2 separate regions of the Oryctolagus cuniculus genome follow, and region 1 is linked to region 2. Evidence: chromatin contacts called from public Hi-C data. All regions are on one chromosome and are shown on one strand. The core of a region is the stretch at or near the end of the contact, and the rest is flanking DNA. Distances in the headings are between cores, read along the strand shown.

Region 1 (5,364 bases), core at 2,509-5,008, 2.3 Mb after region 2:
GTTAATCACATCTACAAAATATCTACATAACAACATCAATAAAAATGTTTGGCCAAACACAGCACAACAGTGCAACTAAGTTGACAAATTTGAGTTGTTGATTACAATAGTCTTCTTATCAATACTGAATCCATAACATATCCTTAGACCAAATGTAAACATCAAATAAAAAAGAGTTATTCTCACGTCAAATAATAAAATTATACTTAAAACCAAAAATGCTTGTCATTCGCCTTTATCTCATGGGAAAAACTTTATTTCCAGTTAGTGTACAAAACAAATGGGGAAGATCTAAGCAATATATTGCAAACCTCATTAAAGGTCATCTAAGAATGTGAGAGGTATACTGTACCAAGATTGAAGGCTTTCATTTGAGTACTTATGCTGTGATCTGGTGACCAGGGTAGGCTGGGAAACATTCTGATAAAAAAGACTCCTTATTGAGTTGTACCAGAGTTGCTACTGAGAAAGAAGACTGACAGTAGGTAGGCATTCAAGACGTAGCATATTTTTTACTGCTCAAACTATTTTAAATCTCTGAGTATTATACCTGATCTAATACATGGAGAAAATATGATCAGAAACATTGATAATTATAGTTTCTATGGTTGATTAGAAGATTGAAAACCGTAGATTTGTACCATGGATTTTTGAGAAGAATACATGAAATGTGCATATCAGAGTGGCTATAATGTGTGGTCTTTATAGTGCTTCCTAATAATGACTAGATAGCAACTATGAAAGAAGAAACAGTAAGCACCCATGTAGACAGAGTGAGGTGAGCCATTGGTTTCAACAGGCCTCTACCACTACCCAGTCCCATTTATTACACAGGGGACACAAAAACACAGTGACCATGGTGGCTCAAATGGAAAGTGATCATAGACTTATTAAACATAGATTTATTAGCATAGGCTAACTTTCAATAAGGACGACCCAGGTGCTGCCACTGCTGTTTAGACAATCTGCCAACCAAAGAGACTAACACTGATGCTATGCTTCACAATTTCATGAGGTGACCATCAAGGTAGTTGATGAAAACTGATCGATTTGATTGGAATCTCTGTATATATATATTAAATCAAAGTTTGCCCTGTCTTCTTGCAGTTCCTCAGTCATCACTACTATTTGAAGAATCACTGAGTTTTGTTTCCCAGACATGAGATTATAAATACAATGAGGTTATGCATACAATTTCCTAGGAATATAAATCTCATTGTACTTCAACTAACATGAGGCAGGTGACTAAATAATGGCATCCACTCTTTCTATCATACATGACACCATCCAGAATTTGTCATCCTAATAGAGCATCGACATGAATTCAGATGAAATGGTTCTGTGAGACTGAAAGGTGGCATCATCATGTGGGTCACTCTACATCTTTGAAATTAATGGATTTTCAAGGTACTGACAGGTTATTATGTAGAAGGAATTGGTCCATGAAATCAGAATGCATGAAGGCGTATCAGCTTATCATCATCATTCTTACATGGCATTTTTGTTCTGCTCTCCAGAATTTTAATTTATGTGGCCTAGATGTTCTCAATCCCAATGTAGGAATGCTCCTACAGGGACGGATGTAGGAGTTCAATGAATTTTAATGTATGGCTGCTGCCATGTCACTTTGAGCTCCCTTTTGTCTCAAAAGACTTACTGGCAAGAAACGCCTTTATCCTGGCAAAAGTAAAAGACTCTGAACATGTAATGGGTGGTGAAAAGAAGCATTTTCCTGACATGGGTTTCTGGGTATTTATAATCTTATCACAGGCCAAACAACTTTATTAACTTAAAATTAGCCTGTTTTAGATTATTGATTTATTGAATTTTGAGTTCTGTCTGTGGTTGCCTAATGTTTTACCAAATGATTTCCAAGGCCTCATAGAGCCAGTGGGCCATATGTTCCCCACTTCTGATAATAGGAAAGTATTGCTACATAATAGAGGCAAATATGTATATGTTGGGAGCTATGGTTGCACACTAGATTGACTTCTGCTTTTCCAAAGTCCAGTTGTAAGATATGTGGACTAATACATCAGTCACTTCCTTAGTGAGGAATGGTAAATCAGCCACTGAAAAAACTTAGTGATGAGAGTTTTCACAATCTCAAAGCCACTGTGGGTTGTAACATAATAGATTAATTTGTACAAACTCACATTTCATTGTATTGATGGAGCAAACCAGGAATTGGGAATACTTCTGTATAAGGAGTCTATAAGGCTTGTGGGTTATGTAATTTCTGTTATGACTTAACAACCCTGTTTTGTTAGCGTGAAACCAAGTGTACACAAAGTAAAAATGATCTGTCATAGCAGAATTTATCCCAACTGACATTTGGGCTATATGAATAGATTCACTGTAATACTATAAAGGCAACAGTACATAGATCATACCATAGATTTCTCAAGAAGGTATCTTTTGTTTATACTTAGAGTATAATTATTGTTATAAATTCTTTCTGTACCAACTAAAATTGGTAAATTAATTCATTTGGTGCCCACTTATTGAACACTTATATTTGTTAGATTCAATGGCAATCACAGGAAATATCTCCTTAAAGGATTCAAAAATACTTCTAAATAATCCTCAGATCTTACACTACCATAAAGATGACAGCTATAAATTCAGTGATCTCTGGGGACTGGTGCTGAGGCGTAGAAGGCTAAGGCTCTGCCTGCAGCACCAGCATTCCATATGGACACTGGTTCACATCCTGGCTGCTCCTTTTCTGATCCATCTGTCTTCCTGTGGACTGGGAAAGCATTAGAATATGACCCCAGTGCTCAGGCCCTGGCACGCATGTGGGAGACCCAGGACAAGCGCTTGACTCCTGGCTTTGGATCTTCTCAGCTCTGGCTGTTGTGGCCATTTGAGGAGTGAACCAGAGGAAGGAAGACCTCTTTCTATCACTCTCTGTAACTATACCTCTCAAATAAATAAAATCTTTAAAAAATGTTCTCTGAAGGGGAGGAGCCGAGATCCAGCGTGGCGCCAGCCATGACCTCCACTTCTGGCTTCCTGAACCTCTTGGGACCCCCCACTTCCGGCTTCCGGACCCCACTAGGAGGAGCCACACCATCACTACTGGCTCCCAGACATCTTACTTCCGGCCAGCCAAGGCTATCCATAGAACTTGTAGAACGTTTTGGGTGCACTCGGCATGAGTCTGGCCCAGGGGAGCAGGTCAATCAGCCGCCCCCCCCCCCGGCTCTAACGCTGCAGCCCTGGTCCCTAACCCCAGCAGCCCAAGGACATCTGCGAGGATCTGCGCGGCTCCCGGTGCCAGCTGCCCTGCCCCTCACATCCTCAGCTCCCATCCAAGCACCGGAGCCTGCAACAGAGGTCCATCCAGGTCTCCAGCAGGTGCACAGGGCCCGCCAGAAGCTCCATCGGGCTCTCCTAGGAGCTTCATCCGGGTCTCTAGCAGGTGCACAGGAACCCCGAGCTTTCACCAGGAGCTCCATCCAGGTCTCCAGCAGGTGCACAGGGCCATGAGCCTGCACCAGGAGCTCCATCCGGGTCTCCAGCAGGTGCACGGAGCCCGAACCTGCACCAGGAGCTCATCCTGGTCTCCAGCAGGTGCATGGGACCGGACCCTAGCCACCCCAGTTCAAGGCCATTTCCCAGATGCGACCCCGAGGCTGACGGGCGGGACCGTGGAAAAATCAAGAACCGTGGGAAAATTCAGGGACCCTGTGAAAAAACCAGGAGCATGGGAAATTTCCGGGTTGGCGCCTTCGGGCTCGGGGCGGGGAGTCCAGGGCCCGCCCGGGGTGGTCTCCGGGGAGCGCGCCTCCCGTGCACGCGTCCGGCGGACCGGAAGCCGCCCGCTGGGGGCCGCGTAGATGCAGCTGGCTGCGCTCTGGGTTCGATTCGGGGGTCGCCGAGCCGCAGCGAGGGTCCCTGCTATGAGGAGACCCGTCCCCTCTGCACGCGGAGTCCCGCGCCCCTCCCGTGCGCCTCCGTCCGGGTTGTCTACGCACCCATTAGGGAGTCTGCCGAGGTCGAAGAGGAGGTGAGTGACAGGTCGCGCGATCCCGGGTGCCGCCATGTTGGGGGGCGCTGGGGTTAGTAAAAGAAGCGCCCCGGAGGCCTTAAGCATGCGCACTGGAGACAGCCGCACCCAAGGGCGGAGACAGGCATAGCGCAAGCACGAACAGGCATTTTCTTCATTGCTCCGTTGCTAGGCATTCGGCGTTCCGAGGCGCTGGGACTTGGCGCACGCGCCGTCCGGCTTTCTCCCCGTCGCTAGGCAACCCGCGTAGCCGCGTTTGTGCCCGCTTGGGACTTTGCGCACGCGTGCTTCGGCCTTCTCGTTGCTAGGCAACCCCGCGCAAGCGCGCTCGCGTTCAGCCGCTGATCAGTTACCTCAGCAAATGCCACTGTGGTCCTGATGGGGGAACTGGGCGGCTCTGGCTCTAGTGATTGACAGGCGCGGGGCCGGCGCATGCGTACTGCGGCGTCTCTGTCAGCGCCCTGGCGGGTTAGCCAACCCATCATACAAGTGTTTGTTAACATCCCATAATAGAGGCCCGACGTAATTGTTTCCCCCTTCATGATTTATGCACGGCTTCAGATCACAACGCCAACACTTTCTGGAGGCCCCACTTCCCCTGGGTGCCGTTCGTGCTGCGAGGGCGGAGTCACCCCAGTGTGTGCCTCCAGTGCTTATTCCGACTTCTGACGGGGGCGGCAGCCATGTTGGAATCTGGCAGTGATAGGAGCAGCAGCTATATTGGTTGCTGGCAATTTCTCTTTCTCACAGAAACGGTAGCCATATTGGATTCCAATGTCATCTGACAGGAGTGGCAGCCATGTTGGATTCTGGCAATTTCTCGTCGTGACGGCCCCGAAAGCCATGTTGGATGCTGGGAATTTCTCATTCTGACGGGACGGGCAGCCATGTTGGAACCTGGCAATTTCTCCTTGTGACAGGAGCGGTAGCCATATTGGCTTCTGTCAATTTCTCGTTCTTATGTGCACGGCGGCCATATTGGTTTCTGGCAAATTTTTTTCTGACAGGAACGGCAGCCATATTGGATTGTGGCTTTTTTATTCTTTTTTTCTGACAGGAGCGGCAGCCAAGTTCGATACCAATTTCTTTTAACAGGAAAAGTAGCCATCTTGGATCCTAGCGATTTCTTCTTCTGACAGGAGTGGCAGCCATGTTGGAGTCTGGCAATTTCTCGTATTAACGGGAGTGGCAGCCATGTTGGATGCTGGCAGCTTCAAGTTCTGACAGGAGTGGCAGCCATATTGGATCCGCCCATCATGGATCCTGGCAACATTGATGGACAGCGGGCAGCACAGGGACAAGCCGCTGCTTCTAGAATTCCCAGAATTCCCATTCCCCATTTCTGTACT
Region 2 (5,545 bases), core at 2,630-5,129:
TGACTTACTTTCTGTTGTATCTCTTCTTCTTGGCCTTGGAAGGGTGGTATTACAAAGTTTGGACAGCAGCAACCACTGCAGCCTTGCTGAGATGTCAGGAGAAAGCTCCAGTAATGTTCTCATGCACATTGTAGATGAGAGCAAAACATCTCATTTCTTATTTTGGCTTTGTTCACAACTACTCTCTCCACTACTTTATTACTCTCCCTACTACTCTACTCTCTACAGTAGCATCAACCTAATTAAAAAAAAAAAAAAACTTATTTATTTACTTGAGAGGAAGAATTAGAGGGAGGGAGAGACACAGAGAGGTCTTCCAGTCTCTTAGTTCACTCTCCCAATGGCCCCAACGGCCGGAGCTGGGCTGATTTGAAGCCAGGAGCTTCTTCCAAGTCTCCCATGCAGGTACAGGAGCCCAAGCACTTGGGCCATCTTCTACTGCTTTCCCAGGCCATCAGCAGGGATGCTGGATTGGAAGTGAAGCAGCCAGGACTCAAACTAGTGTCCATATGGAATACTGGTGCTGCAGGTGGATGCTTAGCTTATCATGCCACAGCACCAGCCCCCAGTATCAACCTCCATTGGAAGGCATTAGCTAGCCCTAATTTCTAGTCCTCCTAAAATCATCAGTATGATTTGAGTCACTTCATTGGTGACACTCTTGAGCCTCTACAACCTCACTTATAAGATGTAGGTAATAATGCCTATCAAGTGTTCTAATGGGAAGACCTATTATGTAATGAATGGCAAGACGTCAAGATGAAGGCAGCCAGCAGAAAAGAAGGAAAGGGGGGAAATGGCCACTTCTGTTTCACTCTTCACAGACTTAATACTTGTAAAACACAACTTAAAAGTGATAAATTCTATACACTGACTTTTTTTGTTTGTTTCTTTCTTTCAGGGAACAGAAAAAAACTGCAAAGATTTTAACAGCAGACCATCTTGGCCTAGTTCACCGTCACAAGTGTTCAACGAGAAGATAGTTTGGGGACAACAGATTAACCATGTACAATGTTTAGCATCTCATGGGAGTAAATAAAGTCATATGAAACCAAGGATTAAGGTAAGAGAGGGAAAATCTTGGAAGAGAAGCAATTTTGGTATTGAGGGACAAAACAAAGATGAGGTTCTGCTGTTCCTTAGGTTCATCCCAAGGATGCATAGGAGAAAAAAGTCTATTAATCCTGCAAAAGGAGATGCTAGAACAGACCCAAAAGGTAAAGACATTCTACCTGCTGTGGCCAAACAGCAATTGGGTAAAATAAGACCTTTCTCCTACAAATCCACCCTCCAGGTTCTCAAGAGACTCATTTCCACCAGGTTCTGACAATTTCCCCACTTTTTTCAGTCTTTCTATCAATTTTATCTGTATTTACACAAGTGACAAGAGAGAAGCCCATAATGTGTAATTTCTAAGGTCCATGAAATCCTAGGGACAGCTGCACATATTCCAAGCAGAAGATGTTAACAGGAGGGTCTCGATTCAAGAATAATCTTTAAAAAGGGACTCGAATGAAGAATGATGGTAGGTCTGGGAATCAATGAGAAAAGCACTACAGGATGAGTGGATACTAGACATTCCAGCTTAGAAGAAATCTTCCCAAGGACTTGAATTTAACATGCTTTAGTTAATGACTCATTCACTCAGTTTCCTAGTCACTCTACTAAAACACCACAAATATGTTCCTCCCTCCCCCCCCACAAAAAAAGTGTCTCTGCGTGTTTTCCCGCCTCGGTCTTTCATAGTTTTCTGCTTGGTTCATATACACATTTTAAAACCCACATCAGTACTTCTGATCTCATTACTGGATCACAACAATGGTCCAAATGCATAAAGAATAGACCTGGCACTCTGTTACTGACCCTACTTTTACATGGCTTTAGACTTCCATCAAATCACTTAATCCTCACTACCTATTTTCCCAACTGTCAAATGGAGATAACTCCTGCTCTACCCACCTCACTTAGGATGGAAGAAGTGAATTAGTCAGTCAACAATCATTAAGAAGACTGTGTTAAGTTCTAGGGATACAAAAGTGAATACTAGAAGATTCTTGTCCATCAAGATCTCACCATCTAACACTTACAATAAGAAACTAGGGTTATGATAGAAAAAAGACCAGCAAATTTGAGTCAGACAGAGTAAGACTAATATACTCTGAGTATGCGCCTCTCCTTCATCACAGGTATTACAAGACTCTTGACAAAAATAATGTGTAAGACACCCAATAAGTGAGAGCTATGAGTATTATTTGTCAATGGATGAATGTGAAATTCGTAACAGACATAGAATGCAAGCTGTAAAATAAGAGACGGTACAGTAGGAAATACCAGTACTACAGCAGAAGGAATAGAGACGGGGAGGATGATTCTTCAACCGAATCAGAAATCGAGTGTTTGCCTGGGGAAAGAAGTGCAGAAACGTGCATCCCAGGTGGGGAGCACAGCATGACAGAGTACAGCAGGACATGCACAGTGCTGAAAAAGGAACAAAATAAATACGGCACTGAGTTTGAACTGAGTATTTATCCACCAAGGATTACGTGCCAGGTTCTGGGTTCACCCCTGTAACTTCATGAGGTAGACATTATAACCCCCGTTTGACAGATGAAGAAACTGAGGCTGAGCAAGCTCAAAGCAAGCTGCCCGCAGATACCTGCACGCTAAACGGACCCAAATAACTCCGGGAGACTCAAAACCGCATTCGCCAAAACGGGAAGTTCCCAACACACGCACATGCCCTACCTCGTTGCTTATCTTTGAAAACGCGATTTTAAGCTTCAAATAGGGTCACCATTTTACAACACCTCGGACACCTCTTCAAGGTTGCGTCATTTTTTTTTTCCCCCAGACTGCACTCCTAACTAGACTCGAATCAATGCGATCCTTCTTTGTCCTCGCCCAGCCGGGTTTTAGGCTCGAGGTACGGTCACTTGACAGTTCCTGAGGTAAACCCGGCAGGCCACGGTCCTGAGGTGGCACGACCCCAGGAAACCCAGACAACACCGAGGGCCCCGAGCCGCCTCCCCGGCCCTGCCCCCGGGACGCGCGCCTGCGTCTGCTCACCGAGGCTGAGATCCACCGGGCACCACGGCTGCAGGCCGCTCTCCAGGCCCCGCAGCGCCTCCATGATCCCCAGGCGCCGCGCGCCTCCGCGGGGCTCAACTTTCAAAGCTCGCTCCCGCGCGCGCTCCGAGACGTTCCTGCGGGCCAATCACAACGCACGAAATTTCCCGCGACCAATCAGCGCGCCGAGTCGTTCTCGCAGGCGTCACCACTCAGCTGGGTCGTCAGCCGCATGCGCAAAAGAAGGGGCGGGCTGCGGACGCGGCTTTTTTTTTTTTTTAAGCCCGTTAAAGTAAGGACCCGGAACTAGGGGAAAGCTTACTTCGTCCTTCCTGCCTCATTTTCCATAAGAGTCCCTGTCACGAGAATTTGGAACAGGGTGCTTTCTGTAATAACTATCACCCTTGCGCTCTGTCAAGTGGTATTTCGCGTGCGTGTCAAAGGGCGCTTTGCTCCGTAAGCTTATCTGAATGTGGACGGTAGCCCAACGTTTATAGAGTTAAAACGACAATGGAAAAAGAACCAAAAACATTTCGAGAGGACAGCTGCAGTTCTGATTTCGTAGCTCGGCTGGGCCCTAACTTAACTGGAATGAGGCCTTGGCTGCCATGTCAAGGAAGGGAAAGGCCGGCCTCCTTTTGTCGCACATGCGCAGTGAGCACACCGCCTGGCGGCCTGGAGGCCGCAGCGAGGGAGAGGCGTGCGCGCATGCGCGCAGCTTCTCCAGCGCATCCGGGCTGGAGCTGCCCTCCCCCTCCCCCGCCCGAAGCCGCCGAGGCACTTCGGTGGGTTGCACCGCTGGAGGTTGGGCGGCTGGCTGCGCTGCTCGGCGCCAGACCCCACCCGGTGGGCGGCAGGCCGCGCACGCCGGGCTCTGCGGGGGCTGCCCTCCCGGGGGCTGCACGGCAGACCCTCGCCCGCTCCCCGGCGCCGTCGCTCGGGCTGGCTCGGGGCTGGTGTGCGCGCTGCGCGGCGCCTCGGTGCTCCGCTGCTCGGGCGCTGCAGCCCGCAGTCGCTGCCTCCCCCGGGCAGCCGGGCAGCTGGCCGTCGCCCACCGCCGAGCCGGAGCCGCGCAGCCAGGCCGCGGCCCTCTGGCCTGCTCACCCCTAGGGCAGCGCGCGCCCCGGACGCAGGAGCGGTCCTCGCCGAGCCCGGCGCGGCCCCCCGCGGGGAGATGAGCTTCTTCGGCTTCGGGCAGAGCGTGGAGGTGGACATCCTGCTGAACGATGCGGAGAGTCGCAAGCGCGCCGAGCACAAGACGGAGGATGGGAAGAAGGAGAAATATTTCCTCTTCTACGACGGCGAGACCGTCTCCGGCAAGGTGAGCCTCGCGCTCAAGAACCCCAACAAGCGGCTGGAGCACCAGGGCATCAAGATCGAGTTCATCGGGCAGATCGGTGAGTGGCCGGCCTGCCCCCGACCCTCACGCAGGGCAGCCCCGGGGCCTGGGCTTCGGCCTCCCGCGCGGCCGGGCCTCCCCGCGGGGTGACAGCGCGCCGCCGGGGCTGGGGACCGAGCGCCCCGAGCTCGCTCGCTGCTGGTGCCAGCCCAGCCCCTGGCACATGGCCGCTGACCCCGGGATTTCGCAGGCAGGTGCTGGCGCGGAGCCTGCAGGTGGGTGTGTAGGGCGAGCATGCTGCCCGCAGCAGGGAGACCCTTAGTGCAGCCGGGCTCCGCCGCGCCCTGTTCTCTAGCGACGTGGTGTGGGCGCGGGCCCATGCGTGCCCTGTTGGCTCAGCTCGGGCCCGAGCTCCCTAGCCTTGCACGTGGCCGAGAAAAACCTGGAATCCGCAGCCTCCGCCGGCCTGCCTACCTGCCTCGCCCGCGTTTCTCAGACTTTCCTGTTAGTTTTCCGCTGGACTGGTTTTATCCGTAAAGACGGAGAAACAATGTTTCTAGAACGACAATGAACGGAGCCCACATCTGAACGCCCGCGGCCTCTTCAGGCAGTGAGCATCCATCGTTAGGAGGCAGCCAAAGGCAGTAACAGCTAAAAGGCGGTTGGCAGAGCTGCCTGCCCATCAAGGCCGGGGTGCCTGGTATTAAAACACTCAGGTGCTTCTAAAATAGACCCTTTCTGCCATTCAGTTGGAAGGAATTTGCCCGGTAAATCCTCCATGGGCTGCAAACACCCCTGGCAGAGAACACCCTGCCTTGCACGTGCACCGATGTGTTTAAAGACTGGGAAAGTCGCTGGCACCCTGAGCCTGCAGCACAGAATCGGGTCTCCCGTTTCACTAAGGCAGGACACACTGCAACGTAGGCAGGGGAAGCCGAGGTGAAGGGGTCCTGGTGGCCCAACTCTGCAGCCCACACTGCCTCTGCTTACTGAAGCCAGCTGAAATCAGGCTGAAGACGGAGCTAGTCCTGTGGGGTCCTTTATTGTTCTTTGTGCAACCAGAATGTGAGAGGCCCACTCCTGTCCTGGCAAAGGGGCTGAGGAGTGGTCTCTGGCCTCCTGCTCGCTGGACCCCAGGGC

Evidence for each region. A called contact is a pair of places that touch in the nucleus more often than the background predicts.
Region 1: a contact with region 2 is called in a Hi-C map of an unstated tissue, with 4 times the contacts expected there. The contact joins the promoter of STS here to the promoter of VPS26B in region 2. A contact is called at or near these places in 2 of 6 Hi-C or Micro-C datasets (ear pinna and an unstated tissue).

What each region holds. Positions count from the first base shown.
Region 1 is chr1:130,713,651-130,719,014 of mOryCun1.1, forward strand. It overlaps STS (steroid sulfatase), which reads left to right and starts at 3,759. Exons shown (of 10, transcript XM_008249263.4): 1 at 3,759-4,015. The coding sequence starts at 3,846.
Region 2 is chr1:128,402,093-128,407,637 of mOryCun1.1, forward strand. It overlaps VPS26B (VPS26 retromer complex component B), which reads left to right and starts at 3,880. Exons shown (of 6, transcript XM_002721557.4): 1 at 3,880-4,463. The coding sequence starts at 4,241. NCAPD3 (non-SMC condensin II complex subunit D3) reads right to left here and starts at 3,695. Exons shown (of 34, transcript XM_051834481.2): 1 at 3,067-3,695. The coding sequence starts at 3,130. It overlaps JAM3 (junctional adhesion molecule 3), which reads left to right. Exons shown (of 10, transcript XM_070048397.1): 10 at 902-1,054. The coding sequence ends at 1,039.